7 separate regions of the Mus musculus genome follow, and regions 2, 3, 4, 5, 6 and 7 are each linked to region 1. The links are chromatin contacts, called in public promoter capture Hi-C maps. All regions are on one chromosome and are shown on one strand. The core of a region is the stretch at or near the end of the contact, and the rest is flanking DNA. Distances in the headings are between cores, read along the strand shown. Region 1 holds the start of Tmem87b (transmembrane protein 87B). Region 2 holds the start of Trpm7 (transient receptor potential cation channel, subfamily M, member 7). Region 3 holds the start of Itpa (inosine triphosphatase (nucleoside triphosphate pyrophosphatase)). Region 4 holds the start of Ubox5 (U box domain containing 5). Region 5 holds the start of 4930473A02Rik (RIKEN cDNA 4930473A02 gene). Region 6 holds the start of Ncaph (non-SMC condensin I complex, subunit H). Region 7 holds the start of Ptpra (protein tyrosine phosphatase, receptor type, A).

Region 1 (3,494 bases), core at 669-3,168:
TTCTCTGTGTAGCCCTGGCTGTCCTGGAACACATTCTGTAGTCCAGGCTGGCCTCGAACTCAGAAATCCACCTGCCTCTGCCTCCCAAGCGCTGGGATTAAAGGCATGCGCCACCACTGCCCCGCATAAATGAAAGTCTTATTCTCCATGTTCTAAAAGACAAATTCTGACAACTTATTCTAAGAAAAAAAATAATCAGCCTGCTTTTTGCAAAGCTGACACTGCTGGCTTGAGCTACACAGGAAATAAACTCAGTCTGACCAAAGCATAACTACAGTCAAAAAACACACTTCTCTGCTTGTCAAAAGAACCTGCCATTCTTCCCAGTGGGATTCTTACTATCTGAAGTACGCTTGACAAAGATCTTTTGGTACATGCTCAAGCAACAGTTTTCATGGAGCTGATTCACAATGCTCTTATTTTGAGTTTGGAAACCGGCTTAACTGCATTCACTAAAAAAGCAGCAGGAAACCATAAAGTGTGCTTCAACAAACATTGCTTTTTATTGATGAGAAATACAGCCATAGAGATGGGCAGGCCCTATCGTGGTAAGTATACAAAGACATGTTTCATTCTCTCTGTTCTAAAAGATACATTTCTGACAACTTGATATAAGAAAAAAATAATCATCCTGCTTTTTGCAAAAAAAGGCTGCTGACACTACCAGCCTGAGCTACACAGGAAATAAACTCAGCCTGAACAAAGCATATGACAGCTAAAAAAAAAAAAAAAAAAAAAAAAAAATACTGGGCACCTACTCAGAAGAATCTCAAACGCAATGAATACACTGAGCCGGGCCACAGAATGAAGCCTACACTTGAGCCTCTGCAGTTTTGTGTTTGGAAGTATGTGCACCTTCTGATACTACTTTTGGTTGAAGGAATATAAATATAAATGTCACCTTTAGAACTTAGACGCTGTTTCCACACATCCCAAGCAGATCTGGGCGAGTCATCTGACTCTGGACTCAAGACAAGGCCGCTTCCCGATATCCTGTCTCTTTTGCAAGACTTTGCACAATTTGGTCTCTGCCTTCTTCCCACATCATCTCTTAACCATACAGGACGTCAAGTTCTCTAACGGCCTGCCCAGTTACGGAAGTTTTCATCCATCAGACTCGCCCTTTAAACACTCTTAAGCAAACACCCTGTTCCACAGACACGCGCAGAAGTCATGAACACTAAGGAATATACAGAAACTCAAGAAAAATAAGAGAGGCGAGGTGACTTTATGCACGACTGTAGAGCACACTCAATTTATGCTCTAACAGAAAGGCTAGACAAACCTTGTGGCCTTGTGGATGTGGCCCCAGTAGTAGTAACCTAGCCGAAGTATTCGGTCCCAGCGATGCCGCTGGGAATGCAGAGATTGGGGCTCTGAACTGAAGAAACAAAAGCAAGATCTAGAGACACCGTGTCAGGACAGTGAGAGGCGGGTGGAGAGCCTCGCGAGCAGCAACAACATTTGGAAAGGGAAGCCGTCTTAGGAAAGCACAGTGGGACCGCTCTTCCCAGAAGCCTAGGCAGAGGAGGGGGACGCTCCCTTCCCAGAGCCCACTCTAGACAAAAGGCTCAAGAAGCGCGTCAGAGGACCCACCGCTGGTCCCAGAGAGCCCTAGTGAATGTGCCCAAGGCCAGACTGGTCCGCAGGCGGAGCTATCCAGCCAGGGCCCTGGAGCCTAAGAAGCGCCACGCCTCAGTCCCTACAGAGCACTTACGTCATTGACCGTCCTCGTCCAAAGCCCGAGCTCGGGGACTGCGTCCACAGCCGCCGGGACCCAGCACAGGAGACACAGGGCAACTCGCAGCAGCTGGGCCCCGGCGGGCCGGCGGCAGAGGAGGCTGGGAAGGAGGCCAGCCTCAGACCGACAGGCGGCAGCCATCTTGACGCGGACGCCGCACCTGCGCTCCCGGAACCCGGCCACGCCCCGGGGCCGCACCTGGCTCAGCTCCGCCCCTGAAGGGGCGTGCCCACGAGGGGAACGAGAGCACGGGCGTGAATGCGGAGGGGGTCTTGGGCTGAAGCGGATAGGCGCTGTTAGAGGAAATAGGCTCAAACCTGGAGCAGGGCTTCAGGGCCAGGCCTGGAAGGAACCGAGGAAGTGTGGAGGGAAGGGAAGAGAGTCCAGAGGGAAACCCGCCCACGGAGGGGGCGGGGCCTGGGAGGTGGGGCCGGGTGGAGGCGGGGCTGAGAAGGTGGGGCCGGGAGTGGAGGCGGGGCCAAGACCTTAATTGGGGCGGGACTATGGGCACGGGGCGTGGTAGGGAGGCGGGGCCTTCCCGGGAGAAGGGAAGGCGGAACCAAAGTGTGGAGGCGGGACTACAAGATTAAAAGGGCCGAACCTGGGCGGAACTAGAAGCTGCTTTAAGGGGAAGGTTGTGTGTAGAAAGATGGAGGCGGGGAAAAGAACAGGGAGAGGAGGGGGAGGAAAAAGAGGCAGGGCCTTAAGGGAAACTAGAAAGGAAAGACCTGGCTGCAACGCAGTTGAAAGGTCAGCTTGCAGAGCAGGGCCCCGAGGATAATGGGGCACTCTAATGACAAGTTGCAGAAATGAAGATCCTAGTACTTGGGAGGTGGAGGTAGGAGGATCGTGGGAATTCAAAGACAGCCTATAGCCACATAGCAAGCGTGAGACCAGCGTGAGCTGCACAAGCTTGTCTAAAAGCAAAACAAAATACTTGTCAACTAAGGGGAAAAAATTGTTTCGAGAGCAATAGTCAGGTCTCACCAGTAGGTGGCACTAGGAAATTGATGTTTTATATGAATTTGAATCTTTCCTGAAGGTGTTTTTTTAGTCCCGATTAGATTCAGTAGGAGTTACTGTTTATACCTCTAATTTCCTTATTTTAAAATAGTTAACTATTTTTCAAGCACATTTAAGTTCACAGTAAAATCGAGAGGAATGGATCTCTAGAAAGTTCTAATATCGCCCTGGTCACCAGCTTCCTCTGCTAGCAACATTCCACACTACAAGGAGTACCTTTAATAGAGACCATTAAACCAGTAATCAATTCAGAACTGTATCTTACGGCTCATTAAATATCTCACAGAGGTATCGATCTCCGAGTAATAGACTAAACAGGGAGTTTACCTTATTGAAGAGCAAATGGAATATTGAGATGGTCCTGAGGTTAAAGGCACTTGCTGCCAAAGCTGACTACCCACAAGGTCCCAGAAACAGACTCTGGAATGTTGTTCTTTAACCCCCAAATACTTCCCACTCAATACATAAGTAAAATGTAATTAACATTTTAAAAGAGTAATTATGGGCTGGCGAGATGGCTTAGTGGTTAAGAGCACCCGACTGCTCTTCTGAAGGTCCAGAGTTCAAATCCCAGCAACCACATGGTGGCTCACAACCATCCATAATGAGATCTGACGCCCTCTTCTGGAGTGTCTGAAGATAGCTACAGTGTACTTACATATAATAAATAAATAAATCTTTAAAAAAATAAAATAAAATAAAGGCACGAGCCGCCACAAAAAAAAAAAAG
Region 2 (3,494 bases), core at 373-2,872, 1.9 Mb after region 1:
GATTATAAAGATAGTCAAGTCACAAAATGTATAAACCCAGTTGAAATTTCAAAGATAAATAGTTATTGAATGATCACATGTTAATCAAGATCCCTGGAATATTCATCAGATACTGTTACAACATGTATATTAAGACATTTTTTTATTTTTATTTTTTGAGACATAGTCTATGTGGTTTTGGCTGGCCTGGAACTTGCTATGTTGACCAGATTGGCCTTGAACTCACAGAGATCAGCATGCCTCAACCTCCCAAGTGCTAGGATTAAAGACATGTACCACCATGGCCAGCACTTGAAGCACTTAAAAACACTGCTCCTCCTAGGCCTACAAGGTGGGGAATGCCTGAAGATGATTTATAAGCACCACAAAACTTGTAAGAGAAAGAGTGAGTGGCTGGATTAGTTTGTTGAAGAGGCTTGGCTCAGTGAACTGTGGGTCATATTGCTTGGGAGATAATAACTATGCAGCATGGAAGAAGCTAAACCAAACCAAGGTACGTGCACATTGTAGGAAACTTCAGCTAGTCCATCCACAGTCCATCTATAGACACAGAGCAGGCTAGTGCAGTTGGCTCGCCCTATACCTAGGTTCTAGGTTGACTCAACCAACCAAAGAAGGAAAATAATTGGAAATAAAATTATACTGAACATTTTATTAATCTAAAGAAATACACATTTGTATTTTGTTAGGTTTTGCATCTATTGATTTAATGTATACTTAAAGATGTATATCTAAGGCAGGAGGATTACAGTAAATTTGAGATTAGCCAGAGTTAAAAGAGGAAAGATAGAGGCAGAACAGCCCTTCAGGCAGAGGAGCCTTTAAAATTGTAAGAAAAAATGTCTCTAGGTCTCTGTAGGGAATTGGTTCCAAGACTCTCCATACCCATAATATACATACAGAAAGATGATGTGCCAAAAGCAGGTTTGGTTTTGTGTTTTTAAGATGGTGTCATTCTAATCCTCGATAGCCTGGAATTTACTGCAGTCCTCTTGCCTTAGCCTTCGGAGTGCTGGGATTACAGGCATGTGCCACTACTCCTGATCTAAAAAAAAACAAAAAACAAAAAACTTTCAGGATGGCAAAAGCCGGCAATCCCAGCAGTGTGGGGTTAAAGGCAGAATCCATAGTTCAAGGTCATTTTAGGCCAGGCGCCTGGGCTACAAAGGAACTCAAATAACACTAAATGTCTGAAATTCCAGTTCTGGAGGATCTAGCACGGTCTTCTGAGGACACTGCACACATATGGTACACAGACATACATGAGGCAAAACACACATACACCTAAAATAAGTCACTAATAATAGCAGTGTTGATAAAAAAAAAAAAACGGATTGCACCCTTGATGGGAAAGGATAACGTGCGGGAAGAGATCGCTAATAACCAACGTAGACAGATGCGATAGCAAAAGAAACAGACAAGCGTGCGCGGCCGGGAGCTAAGTTTTGGCGAAGCCGGGGAATCTGGTCATTAAAGCGGAACAAGTTCTCGTGGACAGAGGCAGGGGAAGCCGAAGCCAGCAACACCAGGGAAAGCAGCAGCTCGGCGTTTCCCGGCCGGCGGAGCTTAGGGGCAGGCCGCAGTAAGCGCGCCCTTCACGTGACACGCCCTCCGCGCGACGCACTCGACGGCCCCGTCACGTGGCTGCCGCGGCCCCGTCTCCGGCGGAGGCGGGCGCGGGCGCGTCCCTGTGGCCAGTCACCCGGCGGAGCTGGTCGCACAATTATGAAAGACTCGACTTCTGCTGCTAGCGCTGGAGCTGAGTTAGTTCTGAGAAGGTTTCCCGGGGCTGTCCTTGTTCGGTGGCCCGTGCCACCGCCTCCGGAGACGCTTTCCGATAGATGGCTGCAGGCCGCGGAGGTGGAGGAGGAGCCGCTGCCCTTCCGGAGTCCGCCCCGTGAGGAGAATGGTACGGAGCCGGGCCTGGCGCGGGCGGGCCTCGCGGGAGCCTGGGCGGCGCTCCGGGGAGCTCCGTGACCCTCCGGGCGCCACCGCTCGCAGCGGAGCCGTCACGGAAAGGGAGGGAGGGCTGGGGTGGTGTGGCAAGGAGAAGGGCGCGGGTTCCGAGCTGTGACTTGGTGGCTGTGCCGCAGACGCTCTACAGGTACATTTTCTACTATTATTTTGTTTAATAGAACGGGAGCGATTTTGACGGTGTAGACTGCGATGTGGTTCGGGGTTTTGTTTAGCAGGCGACAGGGAAGGGACAATTCCTGGGAGGCTGAGACCGTGCGTTGCCAGGTCTGCGTCGAACTACCTCATCTGTTGTCCCAGACAGTTTGAAGCCAATGTGCAGACTGGAGGGAGTCGGTGTGTTGCAGCGTTGGCTAGAGCTTTTGTTGTTAAGGCCAGGAACCGGATTTGGAGAGTTCTTACAAAGAAAGCCATTTAGATCTAGGATCTGAGCAGGAAAGGCATTCCTGCTCAGTAGTTTAACTTGATAGGCTTTATGCAAACTGGTGTTTCTTTGCCGAAGTCAGACAGGTTTAGTTTTCTGCCTTTTCTTTATTTTTGAGACAAGGTCTCGCTTGTGACCCTGGCTGGCTTGGAACTCACTGTGTAGACAGACCAGGTTGGCCTTAAACTCAGAGATCCGCTTACCTCTACCTCCCAAGATTAAAGACGTGCGCCACCATGTCGGGCTAGGGCTAGGTTTAGAAGTGTCTTACTTATAAAGTACATGTGAATAAATACTGCATTTCTCACTTTCGTTTGTAAAGTTATTGAAGACTACTTTTTTTTTTAAAGATTTATTTATTTATTATATGTAAGTACACTGCAGCTAGCTGTTTTAAGACACTCCAGAAGAGGGAGTCAGATCTTGTTAGGGATGGTTGTGAGCCACCATGTGGTTGCTGGGATTTGAACTCGGGACTTTCAGAAAAAAACAGTCAGTGCTCTTAACCGCCGAGCCATCTCTCCAGCCGCTGAAGACTCCTTTTATTTGAGACTGGATTACACACAGCCTAGGCTGGCCTCAAATCCTGAGTCTATCATTGAGTTCCTTATCCTCTTGCGTCCATCTCCTGAGCTCTGGAATCACAGGTGTCTGTCGCCTGGCTTTTCCTAGTTTCTGAAAGGAAAGTTAAAGTGCCTCTGTCTCCGCTAAATCATTTCATTTAAATACTTGTGGCTTTGATTTAAGGGACTCTACTGGAGGGTGAGTTGAATCCAAGTGCCTTGAAAGCCGTTAAGCACAGAGTATTCAGTGATATATCTAGTTTTTCATTTTAGATGGTAAACAGCATACATTTGAACATACTGGTTACATATTTTTTAAAACGTTTTCATTAACAGATGAAAGATCCCCCCCCCCCAAAAAAAAACAATAGCTTTAGTTTTGTAAGTAATTCACCGTATATGGCACATAGTATTGTTTGGACATGCATAAACTTGTTGATTCTGTAAGGAGAACAGTCTAACTTTAGAATTAAGAGTGTTAATTTTATTTTTTTTCCCTGCTTAATTCCTGATAAATAGTGAGTTGAGTGGTT
Region 3 (3,494 bases), core at 455-2,954, 1.8 Mb before region 1:
TGCTGTGGTAGTGACTCAATGGGAAGAGCACTCGCCAACACAAGCACGGTGACCTAAGTTCTGGTCCCTTGCACCACATAAAAGTCTGGGACAGTCGTGCTACCTGTAACCTCAGCCCCGGAGGAGGCAGAGACAGGCGGATTGCTTGAGCTTGCTACCCCACCAAAGAGCACACTCTAGGTTTGAGACTCTGTCACGAGGGAATAAGGAGGAAGATAATCATTGGCTTTAAGTCCTGGGTTAGATCCAAAGTCAGAAGAAAATTAAATAAAGCCTCTGGGTCTTTGTTCTAAAAGCTGTAGCATGTAGAGTTTTGACAAACTTGTCACATTTTTCTTTTGTTAACCTGCCTTTTGTTATACTGTGGTCAGCCATGATTCTTTTTTTTTTTTTTTTAAACCCGAGTCTTTCTACTGCTGACTTTTATCTATAACACAACAGTGTTATTCTCCCAGAAAGTGAAACCTTGTCAGAGCTACCGTGCCAAACCCTACTAAGAAACGCCTGTGAGTGCCTCATGCTTTAGAGAGAGGCAGATGGAGGAGGATATGATGACCACAGCATGGGATTCTGGAAAACACATACTGAGATGTGTTCATTTCAGGAAGCGCTGCCAAGCATACTTTTAGACTAGCTTTATGTCCCAAAGCAAGCAGAATAAAAGGTTCACTATAGCCAGTTTTGGATTATCAGGTTGTCATGAAAAAATGGCAGAAAGAGGAACATTTGCCTGGTGTAACTTGGATTAAAGGTCCCTTTGTCCTCAGTTTAAGAATGCAGTGAATTGGTAGGCAGCATTTCTGCTGCTATGGGTACCTCAAGTTGGCTAGCTTTCAAGCTTTGAGGATTCTTCAGCCTCTCCCTCCCATCTTGAGGAGTTACAGAAGTGTGCTGCTACACACATCTGGCTTTCCCATGTGTCCTGGGGATTGAACTCAGGTCAGTCTTGACTGGCAAGTGCCTTTCCTCATTCATGTCAGCCATGATTCTTATGAGGTATTACACATCTCAGATATGGAAGGGTAGATGGAACTATACTCAATTTGGATCAACATCCCTCCATTACCCCCCCCCCACACACACACACTGCTTTTCAGGAGGGGAGGTGTCTGAACTCAGGTTTAAAATCTAGGGCTTCAGGGGTAATTTATCTTTGTCACACATGTCACTACTCCAGCTCCTATAGCCTGCTGACTTTACCAGCTCATCTAAAAAACTCGTGAGGTGGAGCATGCGTGCAGCCCCAGAATTCGGAAGCCAGGAGGGTCAAGAGAATAAAGTCAGTTCTGGCTACACAACAGGGTCAGACTAGCCTGGACTACACGAGTCATTATCTCCAAAATAATGATTATATATATAAAAAAAAAATTCCTCTGACCCTCAAGGCGCCACACTCCACGGCGGTCTCTCCCCAAGCCCAGACCTTCAACACAGCCAGGGGCAAACCCCACACTCCCCGAGGCTACAACTCGTAGCCTCGTTTCCCGCCTTCTCTCCCGTGCATCCCTGGTGAAAGCCCAGCAGCCCAATCACCACCCGCCTCCGAGACAGTCTCCACACCCCACAACACCTCCTCCAGCTTCTTGGCGTTTCCCGTCACAAACACGATCTTCTTCCCGACCAAAGACGCAGCCATTGCAAGCGAGGGTTACGGTCCAGAATGCCCAGTAACCCTTTGCCGGGAAGGTACTTCCGGCCGGAGGCGGAAGTAGGTAGCTCGGTTTCCGGCCCTATCGGATGCCTGAAGCTTGCCTCCGGCTACTGCTGCCAACATCCGGGAGGTGGCAGCCGCGGCAGATGAGCATCCCGCAGCCTGTGTCTGAGGCGCTTGGGACGCGCTGAGGGGTGGAGAGGTCTATCAGCGCGCAGATCCTCTGCTAAGCAACTCCGGGGAGCCAAGAACCCGCGCCCTGACGGGTGTCGGCTGTGGTGGCGCCCCTCCGGCACCTCCAACTCTGTTGAGAAAGACTATCTTTTAGACAAGGGCTGTAAGCCTGGGAGTCTATCCGAACCTCACTGCGAACTTAAGACAGCATAACCAAGCAGTCTTTTACGTGTTAGGCTTGATAGCTAGTGTTTCGACTCCTTTTTTCTTGCCCAGCTAACCCTATCCCTTCTCTATTCCGTCACCTCAGCCTTTGCATTGGGAACACACCAAGGAAGATGAGTGACCCTCTTAGCCCTACCCTGTGAGTGCATGAGCCCCTTCAAGAAGAGGGTGTCGCATTCCCTGAAACTGGAGTTACAAGTGCTTTTGAGCTGCCTGGTGTGGATGTTGGGAACTGAGCCTAGGTTCTCTGAAAGTTGTAAGCTCAAGCTGGAGAGATGGCCAAGCGGTTAAGTACATGACTGCTCTTCCAGAGTTAGTTGTGTTCCCAGCACCACATGGTGGTTTTCAGTTGTCTGTAACTCCAGTTCCTGGGAATGCATTGCCCTCTTCTGGTTTCTGAAGGCACTAGGCATATATAATGCAGCGCACATACGAGCAGCTAAACACTCATACATATAAAAAACATCTTAAAAAAAAAAAAAAGCCGAGCATGGTGGCGCACGCCTTTAATCCCAGCACTCGGGAGGCAGAGGCAGGTGGATTTCTGAGTTCGAGGTCAGCCTGGTCTACAAAGTGAGTTCCAGGACAGCCAGGGCTATACAGAGAAACCCTGTCTCGAAAAACAAAAAACAAAACAAAAGTACAGGGTGCTAGCTGGAAGTGTGGCCATTTATAATCCCAGCACTGAGATTAAAGCAGGAAGATCATGAATTAAAGGCTAGCCTGGGCTATATATGGTGTCAGGGATGTAGCTTGATGGTAGAACATTTGCATAGCATGACCAAGGTCCTGGGTTTGGCCCCCAGAATCACACACACAAACAATAGAATCCTAATCAAGCCTGGCTGTTTAGCTTAATGTTATTAACCTTGTACAGCCTTGGGTATTGTTATATAGATGCAACTTACTTAAGGGGCTTATGGGACTTAGGCAAGCACTGTACCACTGAGCCACATACCCAGCCCACTAATGAGTTTTTCTTAAACTCTAGAGCTGTCCTCACAGAGTAGCCAAAGCTATGTTCTCCTCAAATCTTTGCTCGTGACCTTAATATTGCGTGTTACACAATTCAGAAGCTTTGCTGTATACAGTGTCTTTGGAGACAGATCATAGTGTCCTCTTCACTGCCCCTCGATGGTGTTATTTTTTGAGGACCTGTGGTTCATTAGAGTTGGCTGGGAAAGGCTGGGCTGAGTAACATGGCCCTTCCTGCATGTCACTTGTCTCTCTCTTTCATGAAGTTAAAGGGAATCCTCAGAAAAGTGGAGAAGTAGAGGTTTTTAAAGCAAAGGTTAGAGAGAGAGAGAGAGAGAGAGAGAGAGAAGCTGAGGCATTTAACATCCAAGAAGTCACAAACACACACAAATATATATATATATATATATATATATATATATATATGTATATATATATATATAGAGAGAGAGAGAGAGAGAGAGAACAG
Region 4 (3,494 bases), core at 723-3,222, 1.8 Mb before region 1:
ACAACGTGAGGAACTGTGTTAAAGGGCCACAGCATTAGAAAGGCTGAGAACAATTGAGCTAGAGTCTAGATTTTTTCATCCTTATCCACTCAACCTGTCTCCTCTTTGCCACAGAGCATCCCAGCTCTTTGAGAAGATTGATTTGCACCAGTTCATCGTGATATTGGAGGTTTTCCTGAGGCTGGGTGTGGTAGCACACACCTTTAATCCCAGTTCTCAGGAGGCAGAGACAGGCAGATCTTTGAGGCCAACCTGGTCTACAGAGTGAGTTCTAGAACAGCTACTCAGTCAGACACTGTCTCAAACAAACAAACAAACAAACAAACCTATAAAAATTATACAGATACCTTAAAAAGAAAAAAGTTTTCCTGGGTGTTGGGGAAATGGCTCAAACAATAAAGTGCCTGCCATACAGGTATGTAAACCTGAATTTGTATCAGCAACAACAATATAAGAGCAGGCCCTGAAGCCTGTTCTGTCTGTAACCCCAGCACAGGAGCCACTAGGTCTGTTACTAATCATCCAATCAGAATCTGTGAGCTCCAGTTACAGTGATGGACACTGTCTCAAAAAGTAAGGTAGACAGTAATTGAGGAAGTTGCCTGATGGTGACCTCTGGCCTCCATATGCGCAAGCCAAGAAAGTCCTAGAAGCATGCAATAACTCTTCCTTTCCAGTACTGTTGACTAGAGGTGGGCTATAAGCTCCTCCCACTTCATAGGAGACTAGGAAACAGCATTTTGCAAAGAGAAACTAGATTGTCATGGCTGCCCAGGAGCAATCAAAGTTTGTCCCCTGGGGGTGGGATTTTTCACTCTGGGTTCATGAGCAGGTTGTAATCAGGTAAGAAGTCCCCAGTCAGTGAGGGCCATGTTACCAATGGTCTGGAAGGCACAGATGTTCAAATGTTCACAGCCAGGCAGGCTGCCTTACATAGAACCCAGAAGCTGGGATGCTGGTCTCAAATCTCTTTGTCACAACCTCTTATATAGCCTGTTTCCCCACCAGTGCCTTGGAGAAAGTATGGTATCTCTCTCAGTTTTCCTTCACAGCGTCTCAAATAGATGGCACTGACAAGGCTGAAGACTGAATAGACACCGACAGGCCTGGGACAGGCACTTCTGTTACATAGGACTTGGGAGAATCTTTCTTACCTTGATAGCCAAACCAGCCACGTGTGAGGCCCTCCTAAGGGAGGTAGACCATCCTGACCTACCCACCTTCAGTTCCAGCTCCACTTTTCCCTTCCCTTCCCTTCCCTTCCCTTCCCTTCCCTTCCCTTCCCTTCCCTTCCCTTCCCTTCCCTTCCCTTCCCTTCCCTTCCCTTCCCTTCCCTTTTCCCTTTTCCCTTTTTTTCCCTTTTTCCCTTTTTTCCCTTTTTCCCTTTTTTTCCCTTTTTTCCCTTTTTTCCCTTTTTTTCCCTTTTTCCCCCCTTTCCCCCCTTTCCCCCCTTTCCCCCCTTCCCCCCCTTTTCCCCCCTTTTCCCTTTTTTTCCCCTTCCCCCTTCCCCCTTCCCCCTTCCCCCTTCCCCCTTCCCTTCCCTTCCCGGTCTCTTTATATAGCTATGGTTGTCCTGGAACTATTTTGATCAGGCTGGCTTCGAATTCATAAAGATTCACCTGCCTCTGCCTCTTTAGTTCTGGGATTAAAGACGTGCATCCCTATGCCGGGATCCTTGCATACATTTTCATCTATCCATTGCTAGTTCCTCTTCTGAAAGCATTTTCACTATTAGAAATGCATCATGATTCTCTTTGTATAGATGACAAACTAGGCTTGAAAAGTTTGTGTGACTTCTTCAAAGTCATAAAACCCAGAACCTGTGCCAATTACTTCTGCTCAATTACTTTCAAAGCGACCCATCCAGGATAATATTTTTCCCTCTCCATGTTCTAAGGTCAGAAACTAGAAAATGGTCATGGAAAACTTCGACTACGGTTTTTTGAACCTCAGCGGCTCCGGTACCAACGTAAGCGGAAGGTGAGGGCCGCTGGCCGGAAGTGGGTTGTGGAGCGGTTGATGCAGGAGTCTGTGCATTGACTTACCCGGGGCGGCCCGGGACTGGAGTTAGGGAGCTGCCTTCGCGGGCTTCAGGTGAGTGGGCGGCCGGGGAGGACGAGGTGGCTCGACTTGCTGCCTGCACTCTGGCCTCGCCGGGTCCGGGCCGCGCGCTCCGCCATCCCGGTTCTCCCGGGCCTGCTGCGCTTCCCCGCGGGCTGTCCTCGTGCCGCCCCGGAGCACCTCTCAGCATCACCCTCTAGGGTCACCTTATCACGGCGGACTGCTGTGAGAGTGGGTCCGGACGGCGCTTTTAGCCCCCTGCGAGGTGGAGATCGAGTCTGCGTCTCTCACGGGGCTGTTGTGATAGCAGTCTCCCTGGTCTCTCCGTTCCAGTGTGCACGTGAAGCCCTAGCAAAGTGACTTAGCCTAGGGTCTCGGTCGGCGCCTGCGAGTCGGCGTTTCTGATCAGCTTTTCGCCAGCACTTTGAGCAGCGTTTGATGTAGGGCTTAGGACGGGGTGAGGCAATAGGACAAATATCCTTTCTTCATTTTAAGCAGTTTCTGGTTGTACAAACCCAACTCGGGCCAGGAGTGGTTCTCCCTTCTCTTTCTCCCCCCGGGGATAGGAAGTAATTGCTCCTTTTCTGTTAAGATCTTTTTGCTCTAACTCGGGAACTCTGGACAGGAGCCTTTATAGTCGATAGATTCACGCCTCTTCTCAGAGGCTACATTGCTCACTTGGTGTAGGCATCTGGGCATTGCTTCATCCTGTGACGCTCATATATAGATACTCCAACGTCAGAGGGAACTGGTATTTTGTGCTCATGTTTTCTGCACTTTGCCCACACTGAGGACCCAGAACAGTGCCTTTGTTTTTTGTTTGTTTGTTTGTTTTTTGTTTTTTCGAAACAGGGCTTCTCTGTATATCCCTGGCTGTCCTGGAACTCACTTTGTAGACCAGGCTGGCCTCGAACTCAGAAAATCCGCCTGCCTCTGCCTCCCGAGTGCTGGGATTAAAGGCGTAGAACAGTGCCCGGCTTAGAACATTGCCTTTCTAGAACTAGGTTCTAAGGCTTACTGTCCTCAGTTGCCGAAGGCTAGCCCTAGGGAATTTAGTCCTGCTTGGTAGACCAAAATAAAATCTGAAGACTACTATTTCATACAGCTGAGAGTTGTGCCGGACTGATGTGCCTGTGTGTCTTTCTCATTTATCTATCTATCTATCTATCTATTTATTTATTTATTTATTTATTTATCTATTTGGTCCCCAACGGAGTCTTGGCATTTATCATGTAAATAGGTCAATTTATATTTTTTTATTATATGTGTATGGGTGACTTCCATTTATGCATGTCTGCACCATTTGTATGCAGTGCTGGAGGAGGCCAGAAGAGGGCGTTGGATCTCCTGGGACTTGAATTAAGGTTGATTGTGAGCCACAGTGTGAGCGCTGGAAATCAAACCCCAATCCTCTGGAAGAGCAGCCAGTACTC
Region 5 (3,494 bases), core at 717-3,216, 1.7 Mb before region 1:
TGCTGAGTAGTTCAAAATATGATAGATCAGGACAGGGCCTGGTTACAGAAGTCACTGCTGGAGAGCCATCAGGAGAAACAGGGCACCCTTTTTGCTTCCTGGATCTTGGACACACCAGACCCTAGCCAGAAAATCCCAGGATTGAGCAAAGCAGGTACCTAACTCATAGCTCAGTTAGGTGAAACTTGCTTCTGGCTAGAAACCTAAAGACTCAAATAATTAGGGACAAACGCCTTTGATTTTACAAGCAAGTTAGCATCTGGTGTAACTACTTTCCTCTTTCATTAGCACTGTAACTATAGCCAGTAAATGGGCAAGACTGGGCTCCAATACTTTATTTATAAAAGCAGGAAACATTTGGCTCACACGACTCCAAGAGACTTACAAGACAAGCTTGGCTTCTAGAGGGGACACAGTCCAGTCCGATCCTCTGTGCGATAGGAACTTCCCAGAGTTTAATGCTGCCCTGAGTTTGTCTGTGGTGCCAGAACAGGGACATCTGGGAGTTCCCAGTCAGGTGGTGAGTGCCGAGCCTGGAGTGACTGAGGTTGCTCTGGAAACGGCTGAGCCATCCTCCTGGGATGTACCAATTCCTATCCCAGTACACAGACCCTAGGCAAGCACTGTGCTTATTTGGGCCCCCAGAAGTCTCTGTGCTCAGTTCCTGACCACCTGCCCTTCTTTGGTGACGGCCCAGTTGTAACTCTTCGGAGAGTCCAACGCTTCTTCTATCCGTGCCTCCAGGTTCTCCCGAGTGATGAAGTTTTTTGCCTCCTCCTACAGGAAGAGAAAGGTTGGCTTTGTGGGATCTCTCCCAGAGCTGGCTGCCTGCACTGTCTCTAGTCCACGGGTGTCAAAAGAACCCAGGGTCTCTTTGAGTGTCCCACCAATCGTCCAGCACAACTGTACTAGGTGACCTCGACCATCATATTGCTCTTCCTTGGACAATCACCCATCAGATCTCTCGGCCACAACCCAAGAACAAATCGTGACAACCTGATTAGAGGTGGGTGGACTCTCTCAAGTGCATGAATCCCTCTTACGTGTTAAAAAGCGCTCCATTCTCACTTACGGTTTCCCTGACTTCAAGTTTCACAAGGCAATACTAGCCTGTAACCTTTTACTGACCATTGCCTGCGAGGCATACCCTCTGCGCTGATGGAGAAGCCTCCTGAAGACTCTGGTCACTTGACGCCCAGTGCTGTCATCCCCCCCCCCCCCCCCCAGCCTCCCTTGCTGGGGTCTCCAATGTCCACATTCCCCATGACCTCCTGCATGCCCACCTGCAGCTTGAGCACTTCTTGCTCTTTCAGTTGCACCCAAGCCTGCTCCTCCTGAGCCCTCTGGGCCTGGGCCTCAGCCTTCTGCACCTCCTGGGCCTGTGCTTCCAGCTGCAACCTCGCTATCCTGCGAGGGGCAAGACGCCGAGGGTGAGCGGGGCCACAGATGAGCCTAGCCCAGCCCACCCAGTCCCGGGCCTCTCGCACCGTAGCTCCTGCATTCGCCGGTTCTCGTCCCGGTTCCAGGCCATCAGCTCCCGGTGCTCCGTGATGGCCTGCTGCGCCTTGCGCTCGGCCAGAACCCCGGCTCGGGCCTCGTGCAATTTCCTTCGCACCTCCAACGTGAACTCTAGCCTGGGGAGGACGGGCTTCGAGTCAGCACCCACCCTCGGCCCCGGCCCTTCCCGAAGGGCGTCTGCCCTCCACACGCACAAGCACACGCACCTGAGAGCGCGCACGGTCTCCCGGTACTGTCGGTAGCGCTCGGTCAACACGAAGAATTCCGCAGGGTCCACGGCGGGAGGCGTCTGCACCCGTCCGACCTTGGATTTGGCAGGCGGGTCATGGCGGGTCTTGCGGCCGCGCACGGGCAGGAGCAGCGGGGTCGGGGGCCGAGTCTCCGGCCGCGCCGCCAGGCGGTTCAGAGCGCGCAACATGACAGCCAGCGCCTGCGCCTGCGCCCGGCCCGGAAGTGGCCGCGGAGCACCACGGGAGCCTCCTGTCCTCGTCCCTGTTGGGCGGAGCTCTTGCTGTCTGGTCCAATGCACGTCCGGACTCTCGGGTAGAGTGGGAGGGGTCGAGGGGCACCTTGGAGACCCACAGCTTGCTGGGCTGCGTCGCCCGCTAAAGACAGCTACACCGCAGGACGCTCTGCCCACTTGTTCACAAGTTTGGACACCGTCCCAAGTGTGTGGCTCTGGGGCTCTCTGGCCCGCCGATGGCCTGTCTACCCTCCCAGACCTGATGCAAGAAATTTGGAGTTCCTGGCTACTTTAAACTTTAGATTTGCAAACCATTTCCTTGCACTGCACTGCCCTGCTGTGGTCTTGGGGGAGCTCTGCAGTTGCCAGAGTTCTCAGTATCAGTGACAACTTGTTCTCAACTGGGCGACCTGTGAGGTGACCCTTGTCCTCTTCCACCTGACCCGGGGTCTTCCCACCTCGAGACTACTCTTATTTATGAAGTACAATTTCCTCTCCAACTGAAGAGAAACAGCAGTGCAGCAGGGCAGAGAGCATCTGTCTCAGAAGTAGCTCGTTCCCCTCTGCCTCTCCAGCAAGGAGAGTTGTTGGAAATCAGAAGCTGACCCGAGTACTGGGGAACTGAACTTTCACCCCACTCATTAGTATTGTCTAGACCAGATTCTGCAGAGAACACCAGGCCATGGTCCTGCACTTCCAGGACACTTGGGAGTGTCTGAGGAGCCAGGACTGGGTGCAATAACAGACATTTTCTCAGAAGAGAACAGAGGCTGCTTAAACCCTGCTCTCAACTTCCAGGCTTGGTGGAGGCCCAGTCTGCACTTTCTTTCTCTCAGTCAGGCTTTGGAGATGAGATGCCAGAGTGTACTCTGGAGTCCTGGGGGCAAGCTGGTGACAGGTTTTCCTCCAGGGTTCCGGCCATAAGACCATTGCTGGGCCCTGGAGGATCCAGGATGGATGGTCTGTGGAAACCAGGGCATTACTGCTGCCCTACCCTGGAGTACCACAGGGTTGCTCCGAATGTCAGGGAACCTGACACTCCCACCCTGTTTTTGTTTTTGTTTTGTTTTTTGGCAGGGTCTCACTAGATAGCTCTGTCTAGCCTGGAACTTACAGTGTAGATCAGGCTCACAGAGATCCACCTGCCACTGCCTCCTAAATTCTGGCATTAAAGGCATATGCCACCATACCTGTCCTAACCCTTTCTTCTTCAGGGTCACCCTAGACAACCGGCAACTCATCTCAGATAACTTAAGTGTCTAGGCCAAGAGAATATTCTAGGGTATGGGCCATTTCCCTAGAGGCTCCCTAACCTTGCTGGCTCTGAAGTCCTCTCGCTAGTCAGGTGCACCCATCCTTTTAGAAGGTTTCATAAATGTAAGAGATTTAGATCTAAGGTAGATGAAAGTGTGGAGTCACTCTGAGTAGATAATGCTACAGAACTAGAAGGCAGGTTTTCTGCCCTCTTTCTTTGGCCTGATGGGGATGTGGACTGGTATGCAGTGGTGATGAA
Region 6 (3,494 bases), core at 573-3,072, 1.7 Mb after region 1:
CTAAAAAACAAAGTTAGGACATTTAGAGACTTTCCCAGAACTGTGGACTTTGATGGAGTAGGTATTTGGCAGGTGCTCCTATCTAAATGATAAAGTTTAACAGTCCAAACTGTCATGGAGTCAGTTGTGCTAAGGTCTGGGGCCTTATTCTAAACACTCTGCCTCATTCTAAAGTGGTGCAAAAACTAGCTTTAAAGAGTAACTTTTGGACACCATTGCATATACTAGTAAGATTTTGCTGAAAGGACCCTGATATAGCTGTCTCTTGTGAGACTATGCCGGGGCCTAGCAAACACAGAAGTGGATTCTCATAGTCAGCTATTGGATGGATCACAGCGCCCCCAATGGAGGAGCTAGAGAAAGTAACCAAGGAGCTAAAGGGAACTGCAACCCTGTAGGTGCAACAACATTATGAACTAACCAGTACCCCAGAGCTCATGTCTCTAGCTGCATATGTATCAAAAGATGGCCTAGTCGGCCATCACTGGAAAGAGAGGCCCATTGGACTTGCAAACTTTATATGCCCCAGTACAGGGGAACGCCAAGGCCAAAAAGTGGGAGTGGGTGGGTAGGGGAGTGGAGGGGTGGGTATGGGGGACTTTTGGGATAGCATTGGAAATGTAAATGAGGAAAATACCTAATAAAAATTTTTTTAAAAATCCTGAATAATAAAGTAACTGCTGGAATATCACTAAAAAAAAAAAAAAAAAAAAAAAAAAAAAAGAGTAGCTTTTGGGGTTAGAGAGGTAGTTTAGAGTACTCGTTGCTCTTGCAGAGGACCTGAGTTTCATTCTCAGCACCCACATGGTGGCTCACAAACATCTGTCATTCCAGTCCCGGAGGATCTGACACCCTTTTCTGATCTTCTCAGGTACCAGCCATGCATGTGGTAAATATACATACATACACACAGGGAAAACACTCATACACATGAAATGAAATATTTTTTTAAAAAGTAGCTTTCAACAAAAGGCAGAGTTTTGGTCACCATAATGAGGGGTACTGCTGATAGGCAGGCAAATAATGTCAAGGATGCTAAACAGCTACACCCCAGCCTCTTTTTAAAAAAATGATGGTAGGTAAATGATTTCCAAAAAGCTCTTTACAAGAATCTGGACAAAAATTTAGTTTTAAATGTGTGTGCATGCATGTGTATAGATATATGAACACAATGCTCTGGTGCAGATACACATGCCTGCACAATGTTCTGGTATGTCCATGTATAAGTAAGAGCATACACAATGCTCTGGTATGTGTGTGTATAGACATGTACACACACACACATACAGAAAACTCTTTGGAAATGTACACACATATATAAAAACTACTGGGGGTATAAACATAAGTAAACACAATGTTCTAGGGTGTGTGTACACACGCATACACAATGCTCCTGGAAGAGTATACACATGTAAACGCAATGCTCTGGGGCCTGTGTACACATGAGCACACACAATGTCCTTGTGGGTGTATACATACACAATACTCTGGGTGGAGTCTACACGTGCATACACAATGCTCTGCATTCCTTCTTGCCTGCCTGGAACTTCCAATAAGGGCAGCGTTTTCTACCGGCAAAGAACCTCGATTCCTCAGAAACCTGCCTCCCCGTTACAATCCAGATTCTAGGAAAGCACAGCCTTCGCCTGCCCAGATCCACACATCCTACTCCGCGCCCAGCGCTCGGCGCCAGAATGTTTCCAAACGTCTTCAGCTGGGTCACCGCTGCACCTAGTTCACTCGCGCGTAGACTCAAAACTGTCCAAGTTTCCGGGGCCACTCTGATCAGCCAGCCGCCTAGGCGGCCTGCGCAGGCGCACCAAAGACCACGCCCCAGTGACGTCACGCGGCGGTTACCGCGCTTGGCGCTCGCGATTTAAAACTTACTCCGGAGACGTGGAGAGCAAGATGAGAATTCCGCGCTCAGGTGAGCTCGAGTGGGTCCAGGCGCGGCTGGCAGGATCAGGACCGAAGGGTGCTCGCGTGGGCAGGTCCAGAAGGGACGAATGTGTTCGGCGGGGTTCGGCCGGGGGCTCCGGCGGGGGAGGGGAAGAGAGTGCAAGGGAAAGCGGGGCGCTGGGCCAATCAGGACGCAGCTGCCAGTGGCGGCTGGGCTCTAATACTCCCCGCGCCCTGGTTCTAACGGAGGATAAAGTGGGTTTTTTTTGTTTTTTGTTTTTTCTGGACTGGACGTTGTGTGGGGAGCTGTGGAAGCAAAGTGTCGACCGCTCTGTGTTGAGCATTCGTGCCTGTGTTTTGGAACTGATTCTAAAGTCTTGAGGGCTTCCTTTGGGACAGACCTTCGGTCAGACGCCGAGATTCGCAACCGAAGAAGCCTGGGCACTTGAGATGGAGACTGGAGGATTAGAAGTTCAAGGTTGTCCTCAGCTATAGCGACTTCGAGGCTAGCCTGGATTACAGGAGACCCACTCTGAAAGGGGGCGGGGGGTGGGGAACGAAACAGATAAATACCTTTTCCTCTTGGAGCTTGTGTCAAGTTGAGGTAGTATGGCAAATATTTGACAGATAAAACCTAGTGCTATAACTCCTGTCCGTTATGGACTCGAGATTTTTAAGCAAACATTGAGAAGAACTTTATGGGCTGAGCATCCTGTACAAGAGAAGAGCTAGGAAGGAACCTGGACTAGTCTAGGAATTAACTACACCGTAGGTTCTCAACCTTTGGGTGGCAGCCCCCATGGGGAGGTGTCAAATGACCTTTACACGGGGTTCGCCTAAGATCGTCAGAAAACACAGATATTTACATTATGATTCATAACCACTAAATTTACAGTTATAAAGTAGCAATGGAAAATAATTTTATGGTTGGGGGTCACCACAACATGAGGAACTGTGTCAGAGGGTCACAGCATTGGGAAGGTTGAGAAACTCTGAGCTAGACCGTCATAACTAAGCTTAGTGAGACTGACCACCTGGTAGACCTAAGTCATAGTTTTGGAATAATAGTTTCAGTTTGGATTTGTTGCCTGTGACTTCTGGAGAGGCGCTCAGGTGAAGGGGTTCGTATCTACTGGGCGAGTTTGACCGAGGTCCATAGGCTGGGAGGTAGATTTGTTTTTCTTCATCATGGAGATGATAAAGCCATGGGTACCGGTGAGATCACTAGACAGACCTTGCAGAGAATACATTCAGGACCTGCACCAGTTGTCCGGGTGTGGGGAGGAAATAACTCAGGTTATGGGTACCACAGGGCCTAGAGCAGCTCAAGAAGAAAAAGATGAGTCCCGAAGTGGGCACTTCAGGCTGAGAACCGAAGCAGAGCAGAGGAGCTGAGGAACGTGCTCTTGACTTCAGTAACAATCTGTTGAACTAGACTCTTGTCTACTGCCCACGGCAGAGAGCAGCGGGGGAGGAGTTAGCCCCTCCGTGCTTCCAGTTTCTCAATTCCTTTCCATACCCACATTTACAGAGTCACAGATGTCTTGATTTATGCCCATAAAACGTCTCTCATCTCCTCTTTTGACCTTTTTGTT
Region 7 (3,494 bases), core at 511-3,010, 1.6 Mb before region 1:
GGTTAAAAGGTACCTAGTCAAAAGTCTCCTGGATCTGACCATGGGGCCACTGGGGCAGAGAGAGGAGAAAGGTAACTGAGGAGTTGTTGGCTTTTCAGGGATAGTCAGGCAGATGCTGAGAAGCAGGTAAGATTTTGGGAAGCCTGCCAGTTTCTCCCAGGTGTGACAGCCGTGTAGACATAGAGAATCAGAGTCTGCAAGTCCCGGTATGGGCAACCCACACTCCAAGCAGGCTGCCAGGAAACACTAGGAAACATTTCTCTTGGGAGGTGGTTGAGGGGCTTCAAGATAACTAGGACGAATTCTATCAGGGAAGTCTTAAACAGGACCCAGAAGAAGCCGGTCCGCAAGAAGCTTCTCAAACAAGGAAGGCCCGGAACCAGGCAAGGAAGGGTGAGAAGGGGGACCCTGAAAGCAAAACCCTCCCACATATGAGGGGGTGGCCGAGCCGCTCCGAATGGCTAAACACAGCGTGGAAGAGAAAGGAGAATGAGAGGACTGAGGTAACCATCAAAGATTAAGTTCAGGAAGGACTGCCAAGAGCCTTGTAGGGAACGGTAAGGCATCTGGGTTTTCCTCCATCTCATTCACAGAGGAAGGAAAGTGAAGGAGTTTTTAAGCACACAAATGACAGCGTCTGATCTACGTTTTCGAAAGGAGTATCCAGACAGAAAGATGTTCATCCTGTCCCAGTCTTTCCTCATCCACCATCTTTTGGTTCTCTGGCTGCTTCAAGAGTTAGCAGGTAACAAGTGGTGCCATAGCCGGGGACATGAGGCTGGTTTTCAACAGAAATTCCCTATCCTAGCCAAGGGCTTCGGCCGACATCACACTCTGTCCAAGAGGGTTTGGAACATTTTTTTGCTTGTCCTACAAATATCATCACTATCAACAACAAAACCCTCTAATAGACAGGATCATCTCTGCCTCTGTAGTTGTTATTTTTAGGAAATATTAGGGGCTCAACCCCCCCCCCCCGTGGCAATTTTTAAGAATTACTGAAAGTAAACACAGGAGATGTGCGTTCCCAAGTGGCTGCTTTTGAATTCTGGGTAGCTTAAGTCCATATTTTCCTTCTTAAGCATACACAACAGTTGGGAATGGGCGGCAGAGAGGGGCCTGGGAGTAGGACCAGGAAGGGGTCTTAAGGGGAAGGTGGGAGGTGGGATGGTCACTGCGTGTGCCACCTATCTCCTCCCATTAAATGGACCTGAGCAAATCCCATTTTCGCTGCTCAAAGTTTTTTTCTTTCAGAATGAACTACGGCAGCGCCCTGGCCCGGGCCGGAGGAGGACGTCCGCAAAGTTCCAGCCTGTCTGTGTCCCGCACGTTTCCGGGACCCCCTCCCCCTGTCCACGGTGCCAGGATGCACAAGCCAGAGGCGCTCCTCCAGGATAGGATCCAGGGACCGCTCCCACGCGCGGCCGAGCCACCCCACCTCCCCGAGCCCTCCCGACGGCGGCAGGCGCGAACGCTTACCGAGCCCGGCGCTGGGCGGGACCGCGGGGGACGCGCACGGCAGCTCCGCCTCAGGACCGCGGCGGCGTCTCGGCCCGCCGCTCCCCTCAGGGCCGCCGCCCGGTCCGCTGCTCGAAGCCCCGCGGCGGCGGCGGCGGCCTCGCCTCCATGGCGAGGAGAAGCGGCAGAGAGAGGACTGGGCTGGAGGCTGCGATGGCGGCGTGGTCCAGGGGTCTGTGCAAGATGCCCCCGCGAGTCCCTGTCAGCGCCTCACTCGCCGCAGCCTCTCTCCCGTCGCGGCCTGGGCTGTAAGGCGCTTCGTCATTGGCCGTTGAGAGGCGGGCGCTGGTTCGCTGACGCCGGGCGGGCGTCTCCGCCTCCGTGAGCCCCACCCCTGCGCGCCCCGCTGCGCCGCGGAGTTCCCCGGGCGCACTGGGGGTCTCCGGGTAACAGGACAGGACGCTCCCTATCCTCCCCTGGCACACGTCTCCCACCTAGTCACGGTCCTAGGCCCCCGGGCATGGGCTTTTTTCCTTGTTTACAGATGAGGAAACTGACACCAGGCACAAGCCACACCAACTGGTGAACTCAGGCACTCGAAAGCCATCTCCATCCTTCTCCAAATGTGATCCTCTCTCTAACACACCCCGCGCCTCTGCCTCTGCCTCTGCCTCTCTCGCGCTCTCGCTCTCTCTCTCTCTCTCTCTCTCTCTCTCTCTCTCTGTCACACACACACACACACACACACACACACGAGAGAGAGAGAGAGAGAGAGAGAGAGTTAGTTGTAAGGCACTTAAAGGATGTAATTGCGAGAAGAATTTGCCTAGTACCTAGGACCGGTCTAGCTCTGAGTATGTCATCTTAAATAAACCAGCCCACATCATCCCCACCCGAACCCTAGGGAAATCTCTCTTGCTTTCCAGATGTGCAAGCTGGGCCTGATTCTCTAGAGCTGGATGGAAGCACAGCACACGGTGCTCCGCAGCGAGCGGGGAGATACTTCTTGATACATGCATAGTGGTCAGGAGAAGATTGAAAGCGCTGAGAGAGACCAGGGAAGCGAACAGCGTTCTTTGTGCATCTAGCTTCTAGGAACCATAAGTCGATTTTTTCGGAAGGTAGCAGTCCTCAGTTTAGAGCACTTTGGATGCTGCTAGACCTAGGGCGCCAAGTTAGAACTCTATGCAAACACCCTTCCTTTATTTGTTGAATAAGTAAGTGTGCGCAGACCAGAGCCAGGACCTGCAAATGTGCGTTGAAGCGGGCCTTCTTTAAACTTCCTCCCTCTGGGTAGTAAAAACCTCTCCTTGAGTTAAGATTTGTGACTCTTGATCTCCCTCCTCAGGGCCATCTCAGTGACAGTCTACAAGACCTCTATCCTGTCTCCTAAATGTCAGACTCCTGCCAATGAGGTCCGCTCCTCCTACAAGTTCCAGAAGCCCATTTCCTAGAAAGTACAAAGTCTATCAGGGATGCAAATACACAGCAAATTGAAAAGTGACCAAATGAAAAGTTGGGTCTTTCACTAGAACACAATACTTTACAAAACAAGACCAACACAGAACAAAACAAATCTGAAAAATACTGGTTCTTGGCTAAGAAAGCAGCCTCTTGGCTTTAGAGCAAACCCTACCAGCAAACTTTTTTTCTTTTCTTTCTTTTTCTTTCTTTCGGTTTTTTGTTTGTTTGTTTGTTTGTTTGTTTTGTTTTGGGGTTTTTTGTTTTTTTAATTTTTTTGAAATTTTTCTTATTTACAGTTAACCTATGACTCCTGGTCCTTTTCAGAGCTCCCTACCCCATTAGCACAATCAAGAGCCATCTTGGAAGAAAAATAAAATAGAAAAAAAGGAACCAAGAGAAAGATAAGTGGGAGCTCCCTGTTCTCTGCTGCATTGGTGCCTGCAGGTAAGAACTGGAATAGCAGGGCTGAAGGATAGGATTAAAGGAGCCCCATTTCCCCTCAAAAGTCCAAGTCACTTCCCCTCCCTGCCTACCTTTCTGTCTAGTAAATGAAGCAATGAGTTGTTCTCTAT

Evidence for each region. Promoter capture Hi-C pulls out the DNA fragments that hold promoters and counts their contacts. Capture Hi-C pulls out chosen DNA fragments and counts their contacts.
Region 2: a promoter capture Hi-C map of liver shows a contact between it and region 1, with 5 times the contacts expected there. The contact joins the promoter of Trpm7 here to the promoter of Tmem87b in region 1. A contact is called at or near these places in 1 of 115 datasets of contacts at active chromatin or transcription factors (astrocytes) and 2 of 9 other capture datasets (adipose tissue and liver).
Region 3: a contact with region 1 is called in a promoter capture Hi-C map of liver, with 2.5 times the contacts expected there. The contact joins the promoter of Itpa here to the promoter of Tmem87b in region 1. A contact is called at or near these places in 1 of 39 promoter capture datasets (pre-B cells), 1 of 115 datasets of contacts at active chromatin or transcription factors (pro-B cells) and 1 of 9 other capture datasets (liver).
Region 4: a contact with region 1 is called in a promoter capture Hi-C map of frontonasal cranial neural crest. The contact joins the promoter of Ubox5 here to the promoter of Tmem87b in region 1. A contact is called at or near these places in 4 of 39 promoter capture datasets (cranial neural crest, frontonasal cranial neural crest, liver and 1 more).
Region 5: a contact with region 1 is called in a promoter capture Hi-C map of liver, with 2.8 times the contacts expected there. The contact joins the promoter of 4930473A02Rik here to the promoter of Tmem87b in region 1. A contact is called at or near these places in 3 of 39 promoter capture datasets (embryonic stem cells and liver).
Region 6: a promoter capture Hi-C map of pre-B cells shows a contact between it and region 1, with 4 times the contacts expected there. The contact joins the promoter of Ncaph here to the promoter of Tmem87b in region 1. A contact is called at or near these places in 4 of 39 promoter capture datasets (cranial neural crest, liver and pre-B cells).
Region 7: a promoter capture Hi-C map of liver shows a contact between it and region 1, with 6 times the contacts expected there. The contact joins the promoter of Ptpra here to the promoter of Tmem87b in region 1. A contact is called at or near these places in 2 of 39 promoter capture datasets (both in liver) and 2 of 9 other capture datasets (adipose tissue and liver).

Annotation. Positions count from the first base shown.
Region 1 is chr2:128,816,727-128,820,220 of GRCm38.p6, reverse strand. It overlaps Tmem87b (transmembrane protein 87B), which reads right to left and starts at 1,918. Exons shown (of 19, transcript NM_001355629.1): 1 at 1,718-1,918. The coding sequence starts at 1,882.
Region 2 is chr2:126,874,389-126,877,882 of GRCm38.p6, reverse strand. Trpm7 (transient receptor potential cation channel, subfamily M, member 7) reads left to right here and starts at 1,622. Exons shown (of 39, transcript NM_021450.2): 1 at 1,622-1,909. The coding sequence starts at 1,907.
Region 3 is chr2:130,666,012-130,669,505 of GRCm38.p6, reverse strand. Itpa (inosine triphosphatase (nucleoside triphosphate pyrophosphatase)) reads right to left here and starts at 1,704. Exons shown (of 8, transcript NM_025922.3): 1 at 1,571-1,704. The coding sequence starts at 1,636.
Region 4 is chr2:130,628,516-130,632,009 of GRCm38.p6, reverse strand. It overlaps Ubox5 (U box domain containing 5), which reads left to right and starts at 1,972. Exons shown (of 7, transcript NM_001255993.1): 1 at 1,972-2,094; 2 at 3,375-3,494. It overlaps Fastkd5 (FAST kinase domains 5), which reads left to right and starts at 2,008. Exons shown (of 3, transcript NM_198176.3): 1 at 2,008-2,094; 2 at 3,375-3,494.
Region 5 is chr2:130,562,221-130,565,714 of GRCm38.p6, reverse strand. 4930473A02Rik (RIKEN cDNA 4930473A02 gene) reads left to right here and starts at 1,966. Exons shown (of 9, transcript NR_040348.1): 1 at 1,966-2,061. It overlaps Mrps26 (mitochondrial ribosomal protein S26), which reads right to left and starts at 1,958. Exons shown (of 4, transcript NM_207207.1): 1 at 1,725-1,958; 2 at 1,488-1,634; 3 at 1,284-1,407; 4 at 321-777. The coding sequence starts at 1,936. The coding sequence ends at 658.
Region 6 is chr2:127,132,282-127,135,775 of GRCm38.p6, reverse strand. It overlaps Ncaph (non-SMC condensin I complex, subunit H), which reads left to right and starts at 1,822. Exons shown (of 18, transcript NM_144818.3): 1 at 1,822-1,927. The coding sequence starts at 1,909. Gm35347 (a long non-coding RNA gene) reads right to left here and starts at 1,823. Exons shown (of 3, transcript XR_374955.4): 1 at 1,480-1,823.
Region 7 is chr2:130,448,544-130,452,037 of GRCm38.p6, reverse strand. It overlaps Ptpra (protein tyrosine phosphatase, receptor type, A), which reads right to left and starts at 1,760. Exons shown (of 21, transcript NM_001163688.1): 1 at 1,480-1,760. Gm52562 (predicted gene, 52562) reads left to right here and starts at 468. Exons shown (of 3, transcript NR_165481.1): 1 at 468-503; 2 at 594-745; 3 at 1,255-3,494.